5 separate regions of the Mus musculus genome follow, and all the other regions are linked to region 4. Evidence: chromatin contacts called from public HiChIP or PLAC-seq and promoter capture Hi-C data. All regions are on one chromosome and are shown on one strand. The core of a region is the stretch at or near the end of the contact, and the rest is flanking DNA. Distances in the headings are between cores, read along the strand shown.

Region 1 (2,700 bases), core at 19-2,518, 640 kb after region 4:
CGATTGCATGTGGAAGTGCTCTGTGGGATTAGGGAGGCTGCTGGTTATGCGATACAGCTGCATGGGGCCCTGTTCTGTGGCTACCATCAAACCTTCCTCTGGCCTCTGCTAGCCTCAGCTCCCACTTTTTCTCTCCAATGGTGCTGGGAGCTGCTTATGCTCCAGGCATCCGGAGGGATATATACACCTATTTCACAAAGTTGGCTCCCCCCTACCCCCGGGAAGACTTTAAACACTAGGTAGGGCCTCTTAACTTTTCCAAACTCTAGTCTAGAAGGAAAAAAGGGAAAAAGCCCTGATCAAGCAGGGCTGTAGATAGAGGGTAGAAATAAACGAGAAGCAGCCTCCCTTCATCCAGGAAGTTAGTGACCCGTGTCAGAGACAGAGAAGACACTGGAGTAAAGAAACTGAGTTGAGTTGTCCTTTCCCACATGAGTCCCATAACCCAGCATAAAAATGATCATGAAATGGGTGTGACACAGGTCTGAGAGTCTAGCACTTTAGGCTGAAGTAGAAGCAGCGTTATGTTTGACACCAGCCAGGGCTACATGGTGAGATCTCTTGTCTCGTGCCCCCTCCCATCGGAAATGACCTTACGAAGGAACCAGCCCACTTTAGTTCAGTTTCTGGACATCTAGGTAACCAGGGAAGCGGATAGGACGCTCACCCGGAGTGGCACGGGCCAGAGCGGCTGCGCACTCGCAGCCCTCCCGGCGCACCGCAGCGAAGGGGTCGAGCAGCGCGGCCCGCAAGGCGCGCACGGCGTCGTCCAGGTGGGGCGCGAGCGCGGCGCCGCCCAGGTCTACGGCGAGGTGGAGCAGCTGCACGAGGGCGAGACGCAGCTCCTCGCAGGGCTCCGGCGGCGGCCGCGCGAGTTCAGGTCGGGCCAGGCGTGCGCTGAGCGCCGGCAGCAGACGCGGCAGAGCGTCGCGGGGCCGCGCGGCGCGGCGCAGGCCAAGGTCGAGCAGGTGAGCGGCCAGCGCGCGGCAGCCCTCGGCCGGATCGCTTAGAAGCCGCAGCAGGCGCGGCAGCAGCAGACGGGCCCAGGGGCCCTGGAAGGCCGCGGAATCCGCGCCGGGCCGCACCGCCTCTTCCAGTACCTGCTCCAGAGCCTCCAGAGCGCGCCGCCGCCCCAGCTTACTTTCCGTCTCCAGCCCCGGTAGCAGGCGGCTTAGCGCGCGGGTCAGTTCCGCGGCTTCAGCCGCCTCGGTTAAGCCCGGGGCCGCGGCCACCTCCGCCTCCGCCGGCGCCGCCATCTTGAGCGCGTTGCCTGTCTCCAAGGGAACCGGCGCTAGTACGATGGTCCGAGCACGCTTTACGGCAAGACTTCCGGCTGCCTGGGTTGCTCGAGGCTGAGTGTGCGCCCCTTAGGAGTGATGCTGGGGGAGGGGCAGGGAGTAAGGGAGAGGCGGGGCCAGGGAAGTGGGCGGGCAAAGGGCTTAGAGGGCGGAGTGACGGGCAGGAGGACGAGAGAGGCTAAGAGAAGCAAGTGTAATTGGCTAGGTCCGGGAGTCTGGGGTGGGGCGCGAACCTTGAGGGCGAGGCAGAAGACAGCAAGCTCGGCAAGGGCCTTGGGCGAAAGAGGTAGTGGGCGGTACGAGGGGGTTGGTAGGCGGGACACGGGCCTCTTGGGTAGGGGCTTAGTGTAAAGAGAGGGGAATAAGGGATAATGGGAGGGGAAAGAACCAAATAGGCGGGGTGTGGACTTCGGGAGCATTGCAGGAGGTGGCAGGCGGAGCCCTGGTTTTGTGGGCGGGGCGAAGAATAAGGGTCTACGGGAAGGAGGCGGGGCAAGGAGTAGTGGGTTGGATGGGGGGGTAGGTGGGCGGGGCATGGGCCGCGCAGCTGGCTGACAAGTTTCAATAATAGGTGGGGTGCAGGTTTGGGGAAGGGACATAAAGCTCGAGGGAGGGGTGGGGGTCTGAGTAAGGTGAAGCGTGAGGATTGAGGTGCCTGAGACAAGGGCTGACAGGTGGGACGCAGGCCTTAGGGCGTGGCAAATGGCTAGGGGCGAGGCCAAGAGTGGGGCTGTCCTGTGCCTGAGTCTGGAACTTGGCCTGAGTGGCCAAGCTTCTGCAAGCCTGCACCTTCAGGTTCCTTTCCTCAGGGGCAGCTTAAGCTGAGGTTCTTTCTAATGGTGTAGATATGGCTGATCCTTACTGGGTTCCTCAGAGGTCATGAAGAAGTCAAGTGTGAATCTGCCACACGGTCTGACCTCAGTTTAGACATGAGGTATGCTCGATGGCTGGAAGTGTTTTTTTAGGGGGTCAGAGATGGTATTGTCAGTGGTCAGGACCCCCCACTGGGCACTTCCTAGGCCTGACTCAGTGCTGCATGACTTGGGCATCCAAACGAGTCACATCTGAGAACAGGCTTATAATGTTAGGGGTTGGGTTTTGTAACAAATTTGGCCTTTTTTTGTTGTTGACATTAGTTTTGTGGGAAATTGGTGTGAACCCTTAGGTGTTTTGAATGTGGCGTGGAAGCTTTAGGGGAACCATGTAAAATTGCTTAGGGTGGCAAAAGAGTTGTGAAGAGAGGTGACTGGCCAAGCAAAGGCTTGGTGTTAGAGGTGTCATGGACTCGTATGTCAAAGTCTTAAGCCTAGTCCATCAGAGTGTGAGTGTCTGGAGGTAGGATCTTTGCAGATGTCAAGATTGAGATATTGGGGCTAGCTGCTATCCTCATAAGGGGAATTTG
Region 2 (2,700 bases), core at 85-2,584, 600 kb before region 4:
TCTGCCTCCCGAGTGCTGGGATTAAAGGTGTGCGCCACCACACCCAACTGTTCTGATGGAGTCTTATTAATAACCCTCTTCTTCTCCCAGATATTTTTTTGCTTTTCCTTTACTTGAGATAATGTATCTATATGCAGTTTAGGTTGCCTTTCTTTTTTCTTTTTCTCCTTCTTTCTTTTTCCTTTCTTCTTCTTCTTCTTCTTCTTCTTCTTCTTCTTCTTCTTCTTCTTCTTCTTGTTCTCCTCCTCCTCCTCTTCCTCCTCCTCCTCCTCCTCCTCCTCCTCCTCCTCCTCCTTCTTCTTCTTCTTCTTCTTCTTCTTCTTCTTCTTCTTCTTCTTCTCTCTCTTCCTCCTCCTCTTCTTCTTCCTCCTCCTCCTCCTCCTCTTCCTCCTCCTGCAGTTCTAGACTCAGTCCTCATATTCAGCCCCGGGTCAGACACTGCTCCTGTGTGCTCTTACATCCTTGCTTCCCTCTGTCAGTCAGAGGGCCAGGCCTGGAGGTATGTATGTTCAACTTAGCTCCTAGGGAGGCTGAGGCAGGAGGATGTTCTGCCTTAGCTACAGAGTGAGTTCAAGGCTAGCCTGGCTAACTAGACCCCGAGTCAAAATAAATACATAAAGCTCAACGTCCTGGTGTGCATCTTCAATCCCAGCACTCAGGAGAGAGAGGCAGGCAGATCTTTGAGTTTGAGGCTAGCCATAGTGAGTTCCAGGACAGCCAGGGTTATATATTGAGACCCTATCTCCAACAATATACAAATAAATAATAAAGGGCTGGTGATACATAGCACAGTGGTAGAGGGCCAGCTCAGCATGTGGGAGCCTATGGGCTCAATCCCCAACAGAAAGGAGAATGGCCTGGTTATCTGCAAACAATTATGGAATGTTGTTCCTCATCAGTAATCTTCAGAGACCTATTATAGTCAGAAGACCTACTCTCTAGCCATGTTTCACGCTCCAAATCCCAGAAGGTACTAGAACACTGTTCTAATGTCCGTAGCACCTTTCACAGGGGCTGCCCCGGAATTCACAGAGCATGTGTGAGTGGGCAAGCGAATGCAAAAATGAATGGCAGCGTGGGTCAGAGGGTGGGCAAGAAGATGAGTAACAGCTGCTGGCTAAGAGCGGGGAGGTGGGTGCGCACTGGAGGGAGGTGGCACTAAGCAGCTGGGGCGGTACTCGCGCTAGCACTCAGTCTTGGACCAGAGCTGCTGAACGCTGCCCCGGCCGCGGCCACGTGGTTGGGGCGTGGCTCGTGGGTAGGGGCGTGGTCTTACTGCTTGGGGTGAGCGGAGGGGCGTGGCGAGGTTGGCATGGGCGTGGCCACGCCGGACAAGAGCTGGCGTGGGCGGGGCTGGCCGGGCGGGCGCGGGAGGAAGTCACGTGGGCGAGCGGGCTCACATGACTGGCCGCGCGATGGACCCGCTGCCCTCGCCGGCAGTCGCTGCAGCTGCTGAGGCGGAGGCTGACGAGGAGGCGGATCCGCCGGCGACAGGTAGGGCACGCGGCCCGATGGCCCTGTGCGGAGAGCCAAGTGCTTCACACTCGGGGACCACCTGTCAGTGCCACACCTCGCCTGGCCGGGGTGGGGGGGTGGACATTCTTGGGGCCAGCCTCTTCCCGCTGCTCCCTGGGACGCTGCTCTTCAGCCCTCCGTTAGCGAGCGGCCGTGTGGAGTTGCACCTGGGTCTTTTCTGACCCCACTTTGGAGACGTGGTCTAGAGAGTGGTTTATATTCATGTGTGACCATGTCCAGGGAAAGGGATGTGTCTTTGGTATCAGACTCTTTTTCCTGGGGTCCCCGGCTTTGTGGACTGTGGGGACGCATCCATGTGGCCAGAGGCGCAAGGGTGGAGCTGGGCCTGGTGTGTGCCAGCCAGGTCTGGCCAAGTGTCGCTGAGTATGGCCATCTAGAGCATTGGTGGAAAGACAGGTTCTTCTCTTGGGACGAAGGGTTTAGGGTAGTACTTTTAACCCCAGGGGAGGGAGGAGGATGTCAATGAACGCCTCTGAAGAATGGAGAGAAGGTGAAACTCCCCTCGGAGTTGGTCAACAGTCTTTGGGTCTTGTTGGGTAAAACATTGTATTTTTGAGGTTGTATGTTTGAGCCACCACTTAAGTCCCTATACCTGGGCGCCTTGAGAAAGGGAGACTGATCCAGAGCTACTTATGCCTTTTAAGAATGCTTTTTTAAAAAAATATTTCTAACTGTGTATATGTATGTGTGTGTGTGTGTGTGTGTGTGTGTGTGTGTGTGTGTGCGCGCGCGCCCTTGGAGGACAGATGTGTTAGATTCCCGAGAGGCCAAAGTTTCACCTGCCTGTTAGCCACTCAGTAGAGCTGCTGGGACCCAGACTCCTGTCCTCTGCAAGAGCTCTGGAGCCTGTGCTCTGAGCCCCTGCCTGACTCATAAAGCAATTCCTTGTGGCTTGTAGCAGTGGTGATGGGTTAGAGCTCTCTTGGCAAATTTGGGATCTTCCATATTACTTCCTAGAGAACTCAGCTAATGGCTGACGTTAGGAAGGATTTCGTCTAGATTTTTGACAGATCTTGGGCAGTGGTGTGACTTGTGTGTTAGTCACAGCCATGTAGTCCTTCACGATTGACAGGCCATCCCAGTAGCCACGTAAGTAGGAAAATGGGTTTTTCAACCTGTCACTTCCTTCTGTATGTATGAAACTTGGCACCAAGCTGGTGATGT
Region 3 (2,700 bases), core at 87-2,586, 530 kb before region 4:
GTACACTCCTTTATTCTTAGCACTTGGGAGGCGGGCAGAGGCAGGTGGGTCTCTGTAAGTTTGAGGCTAGCCTTGAGTTCCAGGACAGCCAGGGCTACACAGGGAAACCCTGTCTTAAAAAAACCCCAAACAAGGGGCTAGAGAGATGGCTCAGCCGTTAAGAGTACTGACTGCTCTTCCAAAGGTCCTGAGTTCAAATCCCAGCAACCACATGGTGGCTCACAACCATCCGTAATGAGGTCTGACTCCCTCTTCTGGAGTGTCTGAAGACAGCTATAGTGTACTCAAATGTATTAAATAAATAAATTGTTTATTATTTATTAATATTATTTATTAATATCAATAAATAAAATTATTTAAAAAACCCAAAACAAAAACAACCAAACAACCAAAGCAAACCAAGCCATTGGTGGTGGGCCAGAGAAATGGCTCAGGTTAAGATCACCAGGTTCAGTGCTCAGCACACACATGTTGGCTCACAGACATCTAACTCCCGTTCCAGAGGCTCTGCTGACCTCATCTGGTCTCTATGGACATCATGCATGCACATGAAACACCCATACACAAAATAAAATAATAAAACATAAAAAACCGGCCTGTTGGAAGATTTAAGTAGGCAGTTACACCAAAGAGAAATACCAGCTATATGCTTCTGATGCTGTCCGGGGGATTTTGGTTGGTAGAAACCGGGTTTTAATTTATTCCAAGAGGTTTTTATTCATTAGTCACAACACGTTAGAGCTGACGCAGAGGCAGGAAAGCAACGGGTAGGAAGGAGGCTAAAGACATAGCCCCTAGACAAATTTCATCAGGCTCTGGACCCGCAACGTGAAGGACTTCTTCCCAGGACTTCTCATTCACAAAAGAAAGAAAGTGAAACAAGCTAACCAATCAAAACAGTGCCCAAACAAAACAACCTGTGTATACAAAGTGGCAAGATTCAGAGGCAACGCAACTTTCCAAAACTTTGTTCCCTTTCCGAGCGTGCCCAGCAGTTGTGCGGCAAGCCTTTAATTCCAGGGAGGCAGAGGCAGGCACGGGTGGATCTTTGTGAGTTCGAGGCTACACAGAGAAACATTGTCTCAAAAACAAAAACAAACAAACCTTTCCTCCTGCGCGGTGCTATTCCATACATTACGGCGCACCCCGGGGCAGTGGAAGAGCGCCCTGCGGGACAGGCAGCCGGGCCCAGTTTGGTTCCGGGTCCCCTGGCGGGACTGCGGTTTGTTCTCAGGCTACGCCCGTGGAGCACATATTTAATTCTTTACGGGCCGTTTTCTCAGATCTCGCGAGACCCCGGCGGAAGTCTCGCGATATATAGACACCGGCGGAGAGGAGGGAGATCTGAGCGGCTGCTGCAGCACCGGGCTCCTCAACTGAGGTAAGGGACCCGGTGGCGGGATCTGCGAGCGCCCCAGGCGCCTCGCGCCCTGCCCGACCGTAACGAGGCCACGGGAGGGAGCTGTCTGCTGCCATCGACACGCATGCATTCTGAGTCGGTCCTGTCGCGCGCCTTCCCTTTGCCGGGTCCCCCGTGTCTCCCTCCCGGGGCCGCTCTGGACGGTCTCCCACCCCGGTGTCCCGCTGCAGAGCCTGGGGTGGCGGGCCTGGACCGGGACCGGGACGGGGGCGGGGGCGGAGGGGACAGCGTGGCCCACTGTGGGCTGAAGGGCTCCCGGGGTTGGAGTCGGTTATTTTGTAGGTCCCAGGGATCGAACTCAGGTTGACCAGTCTTGGTGGCAAGCCCCGGTGAGCGCTGAGTCGCATGTCAGGCCCACTGTGTGTGTGTGTGTGTGTGTGTGTGTGTCTGTCTGTCTGTCTGTCTGTCTGTTTGTTTTTGGCAGTACTGTTGATTGACCAAGGAACTTATGCATTCTACCACTGAGCTATGTCCCCAGTCCTTTTAAAAATTAATTAATCGGCTAATTAATTGATTTGTGTGTGTTTGCATATATATACCAGGCTTCCTGTCGAGGTTGGAGGATAACTTAATTCTCTTCTTCTTCCATATGGGTCCTAAAGATGGAACCTTGCTTGTCTTGTCTTGCCCTAAAGTGCCTTTACAGATTGAGTTGTTTTCAGTCCCCATTCTCGCAGAGCAGTACGCTAAGCAGTCACCTACTCTGCTGCCTCCTCAGCCCAATCCTTACTTTTTCTTCTTAATTTTTATTCTGTGATGGGGCTTCCCAAGTTTTCCGGGCTGATCTTGAACTTGCCACCAGCCCTTGAATTTGTCTCAGCCTTCTGAGTACCTGGGATGACAGACCTGTGTCACCAAGTGCTAGGTTCTCAGGCTGTCCCTTGGCTGAAACCAGAAAGAAGGTGTGTGTGTCCCTGTTAACTCAGGAGCCATCCAGAGCAGCTGGTGTCCTGGAAAGTCTGCTGTCTGGAAGTTCAGGGTTCTTGTGGAGAGGGTACAACTTGAGGTGGCGCTTTAGTTACCTGTGTGGTGTCGTGGCTTCTGAAACCGCAGCCCTTCATTCTTGTGTGTTAATGGCAGAGTTCTTGTGTTGGTCCGAAGAGGGAGGACAGAAAGTGTGTCTTGGTGAGCAAAGGCCCACTTCTCCCACTGTGCCTGTTGTCCACCTGGCCACTAGCTTCGCTTTGTCATATGTGTAATTGGGGTGCACACCACGGTTCTTGTAAGTGGGAAATTCAGAAGAAATTTCTGCAAAGTTACCCCCCCCCCCCACACACACC
Region 4 (2,700 bases), core at 110-2,609:
CACATGCTTAAATTCACACCTACTGTTTCAGTTTGGTTTTGTGTGACAGTGTCTCGCTATGTAACTAAGGCTGGTCTTGAACTAGCTAAGCAATCCAGGCTAACCTTAAACTCAAGATCTTCCTGCCTCAGACTCCCATGTGCTAGGAGTACAAGCATGTGCCACCATAACATAATGGCTTTAGACCAACACCTTTGAAAGAAGTTACCTGGCCCTAAAACACCAGCTCAAAGCATCAAAGTACCCACGTGCACTCCACCAGATACCTTCTGAAATGTTGCTGCCACAGTATGACCTCAGCAGTGCCAACCTCTGGGGTCCCAGGGCTAATTTTAGTGACTCCACAGGAGTGGAAGGGGTGAACTACCTACCAGCTGAGACACAAGCTAGCTTTTGAGGACTGAGTGTACTGAGTGCCTGTCCATCAATTGGAAGGCGAACTGTTAAAGTGCATCTGTGTTAGCAATGAGAGCTGTGTGAAAAGCGAGGCTCAGACTAACTTCCCTAGAGAAACAAGAGCACCAAGCAGCCTCACCTCCCAAATACCGACTGCGTTCTTACGGGGCAAGTTCTAGGAGGCTGGAGTGGCTGTTATCTCAAGGATACCAGAAGAGGAGTCTATCTCCCCCAAAGAGATCTAATCTAGGCACCTAGGACCCACGAGGCTTTCTTCACCTGTAATTTGCTAGAGTTTTTGCTTCTGATTTCTCGCCGCACGCTCGTAAACATGCACACTCTTAACACGCCTATCCGCTCACCCTACTAGGGAACCTCGCACTTCAGAGTTGGATGGGACCTTGGCCCCAGACCACACCTGAAGAAAGTGACGGAAGCGATAGGCTGGCCAAGACGGTCACCTGCCTCGCTCCCCACCCACAGCTTCCACATCCGGCACCGCTGGCCGGTCAGCTGATTAGAAAGTGACACCAGTTACTCAGGCCCTTTCGGGGTCCCGGCCGGGGGCGAGGTGGGGGCGAATTCTACGCCGACGGAAATGGCCAGGTGCGCACGGCTCCCGGGTGCCACTCTCCCGCACGTGGTGGGTCCCGTGTGGGCCTTGAGCTAGGTCCCGCGTGGCACGTGCTCGAGGCCCAGGCTGGGTCCCGCGGCCTTCGGGGTGCTCCTCCCGCAGGTGCACGAACTCTGGGTTCCCCTACCCAGTTCCCGAAGCCCCTCACTCACCCGGGTCGCGCGCGGGGCCGGGCGCGGCGGCTCCTTGCGGACACGCACTCTTCACAAGCGCTTCTGCTCTCGCGCTCCCCTTAGTCGCCGTCTCCGCCTGCGCGCTTCGGACTTCTCGTTCCGACTCGGCGAAGAACAACAAGTCCCTGCCACCCGCCGCCCGCCGCCGGCTCCCCAGTACTGACACCGCTTCCGGGATCGCGCGTCGAAGCGCGTCACCGCCCCGCCCCCGCGATGGCCACGCCCCTAGTGATCACGCCCCTGTTGCTCACGCTTCTTCGCTCACCAAAACCACGCCCTCTCTGGCCGCGCGTCGGCACCACGCCCCTGATGGCCACGCCCCTCGCTGCCCCAGTCCCTGGGTCCTCCTACATGCTTCCACGTGCAGTTGTCTCATTGCTGAGCTCCTGGCCCTGTCCATCCCCAACACACCCGGGGCGGGGTCTGTGCTCCTTTCCCAAGGTAGGGGGTGTCAGGCGAGCGTGACGCACACTGGGTATGGACCCCACGTTTCCTTGAACTTTCAGCCTGGGCATTATGTCTCTATGTCACCCACTGTCGTCTATGCTACTCACTGTGATCCTGAGGCTGCTGGAGCCTCCCCGGGTCTTGGCAGAGAGAATAGAGGCCAACTGGCTAGTGACCATGTTCTGGACCTAACACCAAGCCCACGTCAAGGTGGCGAAGTGGCTCAGTTACACCACATAATCAGCAAGGCAGATGCACCCTACAAAGGAGAAAGAGATATGTATGTAGCATCCTCTTCTGACCCATACCATGACCTTTTGATTTATATCTGAGACAGAGGTAAGGTCTCACTGTGCAGCTCAGAGTGGCCTGGAACACTTATAAAACTTTATTTTTTTTTTTTACTTATTTATATGTGTGTTCATATGTATGTGGATTGGTGTGCACACACTACCACGAATGTGTGGAAGTCAGAGGGCAACTTTAGGGAATCTGTTTTTTCTTTCCACTTTTGGGTTCCGAAAATTGAACTCAGACTTGGTACCTTTACCCACTGAGCCACCTCACTGGCACTGTCTTGAAGCTCTTAATCCTTCTGCCTTCACCCTAAGTGCCTTCACCTAAGCCTGCCCCTCCCCCTCCCCCTCCCCCTCCCCCCTTCTCCCTCTCCTCCCTCCCTCTCCTCCCTCCCTCTCCCTCTCCCCCTCCCCCTCCCCTCCCCCTCCCCCCTCTCCCTCTCCCTGTAAGCAATGGATAGTGTCTTAGTTAGGTTTTTACTGCTGTGAATAGTCACCACGACCAAGGTAACTCTTATAAGGACAACATTTAGTTAGGGCTGCCTTATAGGTTCAGAGGTTTAGTCCATTATCATCAAGGATCATGGTAGCATCCAGGCAGTCATGGTGCAGGCAGAGCTGAGAGTTCTACATCTTCATCTGAAGGCTGCTAGGAAGACTGACTTCCAAGCAGTAAGGATGAGGGTCTTAAAGCCCACACCCACAGTGAGACACCTATTCCAACAAGGCCATACCTCCTAATAGTGCCACTTCC
Region 5 (2,700 bases), core at 89-2,588, 560 kb before region 4:
CCAGCTGTGGTCTTAAAGAAGCTGATATTCTTGTTGAGGCTCCGCCCCTGCCCAGGATGGAGGTTTCTTTCAAGTTATGTGTCTGGAGTGATCCACCTGCTGGGGACCTGGGGACTTTTCTTACTAGAGGACGGAAGCTCAGGTGTTGTGAGGTTTCTGTGGAAGAAGGACTTTGACTGCTTTGCTTGTGTGGAAAGTCCCTGATTTGTTTCCACTTCTGCTCCCAGAGCTGGTGTGCTCCCTTCAGAACTATGCCTATGGTTTTCTAATGTACGTGCAGTGCATGTGTGTTAGTTCATGTGTGTGTAGGTTCACATGTATGTGTTCACATGTATCAAGACGACTTCACATGCCATCCTTAAAGATGCCATCCACATCCTTTGAGACAGGGTTACTCATTGTCCTGGAGTTTACCAGTTAGGCTAGACTGGCTAATCATTAGGCAGGCCCCAGAGATGCTCTTGTCTCCTCCCAGCACTGGAAGGACAATCGAGAACCTCTGGACCCTGGACTGTCACTTGGATTCTGCGGACTTGGCTCCTCATCCTTCCAAGGGCAGTGCTTACACTCTGCCGTCTTTCCAACAGGCATCGTTGCTATCTTCTTCCTTGTTAATTAATTAGAGAAATAATCTTAGTCAAGTAGTGGTGGTCACACCTTTAATCCCAGCACTTGGGAGGCAGAGGCAGGCAGATTTCTGAGTTTGAGGCCAGCCTGGTCTACAGAGTGAGTTCCAGGACAGCCAGGGCTACACCCTTTCTAGGAAAAAAACAAGAAAAGAAAAAAATTTATGTATGTGTATGTGTGTGTATGTGTCTGTGTCTGTGTGTCTGTGTATGTGTGTGTATGTGTGTGTGTGTATTTGTACATGCACATGCATGCACATACCTATGGAAGGCGGAATCCTTCGTCAGATCCTATGAAGCTGGGATCTCAGTAGATTTAGAGCCACCTTCTGTGGGTGCTGGGACTGGACTTGAGTGCTCTGCAAGAGCAGCAACTGCTCTGTCAGCGAGCCCTCTCAGCCTCTCACTCAGGCTTAGGTCATTCCTTCCCACTCTCACTGCCCCTTTCTAAGGCAGAGAGGGCCAAGACTTGAGGTGTCAGGGCTTGGTGTGTTTTGTAGTGTGTATGCCATGGCTTTGCTGCAGCAACTTTGGTCTTTGAACCTGAGCTTCCCCACTGATCATATGTAAGAGGGTGGAACTAGATCATCAATGCAACTTGCATCTGTGTGAATTTGTGTGTTCGCTCGCACGTGTGGCGGTCAGGACAGCTTTGCAGAGCTGCTCTCCTCCCTTGTTGAAGCAGGGTTCCTTACTTCTGCTTATTTATGCAGCCTCGGAGCTTTTGAGTTTTTCCTGTTTCTGGTTCCAGGGTTTTTATGTGGTTTGGGGGTTGAATCGGGCTGCCGGGCTCGCTCACACAGTAGGTGCTTTTAACCGCTGAGTCACTTCACTGGCCACAACTATTTTCTTTCTTTTCCTCCTGCCTTCCCCCTTCAGATGCTGGTGTTAACAGCCTGGAGCACCATGCCCTTGCTGACTATTTTCTTTTTTTAAGTGTACAAATGTGCATGTGTGCACACGTGTGTGCGTGTGCCATGACATGTGGTTGTGGAAGCCCGAGAAAGGCTTGTGAGGTCAGTTCTCTTCTTCTACTCCTGTGGGCCATGGTCATGGAACTGGGGTCGTCAGCCTTGCGGGTGAATGCCCTAACCTGCTGAGCCCTCTTTCCTGCCCCAGGCTGCTTGCTTTTATCAGTGTAACTGTCCCGCAAGTGTGGTTTCAAGAAACATACATAAAGCTGTTTGTCACAGAGGCTGGACAGGCCTCTCTCTACTCAGCAGGAAGCCTCAGTCCTGGTGCTGGGTTCTGCACAGCACAGTATGAATATCTCTGTAGGTTCCTGTACTGGCTGGTTCTGTGTCAACTTGACACAGACTGGAGTTATCACAGAGAAAGGAGCTTAGGTGAGGAAATGCCTCTGTGAGATCTACTCTGGGACATTTTCTCAATTAGTGATCTAGTGGGGAGGGCCCATTGTGAGTTGTACCATCCCTGGGCTGGTAGTCTTGGGTTCTATAAGAAAGCGAGCTGAGCCGGGTGTGGTGGCGCACACCTTTAATCCCAGCACTTGGGAGGCAGAGGCAGGTGGATTTCTGAATTCGAGGCCAGCCTGGTCTACAAAGTGAGTTCCAGGACAGCCAGGGCTATACAGAGAAACCCTGTCTCGGAAAAAAAAAAAAAAAAAAAAAAAAGAAGAAGAAGAAAGCAAGTTGAGCAAGCCAGGGAAAGCAAGCCAGTTCAAAACATCCCTCCATGGTCTCTGCATCAGCTCCTGCTTCCTGACCCGCTTAAGTTCCAGTACTGACTTCCTTTAGTGATGAACAGCAGTATGGAGGTGTAAAACGAATAAACCCTTTGCTCCCCAGCTTGCTTCTTAGTCATGATGTTTGTGCAGGAGTAGAAACCCTGACTAAGACAGTTCCCAAGGACTTACTGATTCAGCTGCCTGGGCCTCCATTTTGAAGCTGGTCTGTCTGGAGTGCCAGATGGCGAATGAGTAGCTTAAGGCTCCTCCCAACCCTGTGTTTCTTTGACATTTTTTTACTTCTCTATTGCCTTAACTTAGGGGGATGCTTCCTGGATATTTCTCCCAGTCTTTATGTTGAAGTTAATGGAAGTTTGCTTTGCTTAG

What was found. Promoter capture Hi-C pulls out the DNA fragments that hold promoters and counts their contacts. HiChIP or PLAC-seq counts read pairs in DNA pulled down with a chosen protein or histone mark.
Region 1: a contact with region 4 is called in a promoter capture Hi-C map of erythroid cells, with 6 times the contacts expected there. The contact joins the promoter of Dnaaf5 here to the promoter of Mafk in region 4. A contact is called at or near these places in 1 of 39 promoter capture datasets (erythroid cells) and 1 of 115 datasets of contacts at active chromatin or transcription factors (memory CD8 T cells).
Region 2: a contact with region 4 is called in an H3K4me3 HiChIP or PLAC-seq map of bone marrow-derived macrophages, with 5 times the contacts expected there. The contact joins the promoter of Snx8 here to the promoter of Mafk in region 4. A contact is called at or near these places in 4 of 39 promoter capture datasets (the C10 cell line, cranial neural crest, frontonasal cranial neural crest and 1 more), 3 of 484 Hi-C or Micro-C datasets (bone marrow-derived macrophages, embryonic stem cells and muscle stem cells), 22 of 115 datasets of contacts at active chromatin or transcription factors (the 230-238 cell line, bone marrow-derived macrophages, craniofacial prominence and 15 more) and 2 of 9 other capture datasets (adipose tissue and embryonic stem cells).
Region 3: a contact with region 4 is called in an H3K4me3 HiChIP or PLAC-seq map of bone marrow-derived macrophages, with 3 times the contacts expected there. The contact joins the promoter of Mad1l1 here to the promoter of Mafk in region 4. A contact is called at or near these places in 10 of 39 promoter capture datasets (the 3T3-L1 cell line, 3T3-L1-derived adipocytes, the HPC-7 cell line and 8 more), 1 of 15 datasets of contacts at CTCF or cohesin (large pre-B cells), 2 of 484 Hi-C or Micro-C datasets (B cells and bone marrow-derived macrophages), 33 of 115 datasets of contacts at active chromatin or transcription factors (the 230-238 cell line, the NIH/3T3 cell line, the SCID.adh cell line and 23 more) and 2 of 9 other capture datasets (adipose tissue and liver).
Region 5: a contact with region 4 is called in an H3K27ac HiChIP or PLAC-seq map of microglia, with 6 times the contacts expected there. The contact joins the enhancer-like site here to the promoter of Mafk in region 4. A contact is called at or near these places in 8 of 115 datasets of contacts at active chromatin or transcription factors (bone marrow-derived macrophages, double positive thymocytes, embryonic basal ganglia and 5 more) and 3 of 9 other capture datasets (embryonic stem cells, liver and pancreatic islet).

What each region holds. Positions count from the first base shown.
Region 1 is chr5:139,148,803-139,151,502 of GRCm38.p6, reverse strand. It overlaps Dnaaf5 (dynein, axonemal assembly factor 5), which reads right to left and starts at 1,268. Exons shown (of 13, transcript NM_001081265.2): 1 at 668-1,268; 2 at 1-20. The coding sequence starts at 1,256. It also overlaps a transcript of Prkar1b not described here.
Region 2 is chr5:140,387,942-140,390,641 of GRCm38.p6, reverse strand. It overlaps Snx8 (sorting nexin 8), which reads left to right and starts at 1,334. Exons shown (of 11, transcript NM_172277.3): 1 at 1,334-1,494. The coding sequence starts at 1,401.
Region 3 is chr5:140,320,188-140,322,887 of GRCm38.p6, reverse strand. It overlaps Mad1l1 (MAD1 mitotic arrest deficient 1-like 1), which reads left to right and starts at 1,336. Exons shown (of 18, transcript NM_010752.3): 1 at 1,336-1,381. It also overlaps a transcript of Nudt1 not described here.
Region 4 is chr5:139,790,195-139,792,894 of GRCm38.p6, reverse strand. Mafk (v-maf musculoaponeurotic fibrosarcoma oncogene family, protein K (avian)) reads right to left here and starts at 1,359. Exons shown (of 3, transcript NM_010757.2): 1 at 1,183-1,359.
Region 5 is chr5:140,348,744-140,351,443 of GRCm38.p6, reverse strand. The region is part of intron 7 of Snx8 (sorting nexin 8); the gene reads left to right. Among named protein-coding and RNA genes, the nearest start is that of Mrm2, 18 kb to the right of the region's middle. Within about 2 kb of position 1,338, at least 25 of the 459 cell types and tissues checked have an H3K27ac peak or open chromatin away from gene starts, as enhancers often do. A contact at or near this core is called in bone marrow-derived macrophages and microglia, where this site is marked.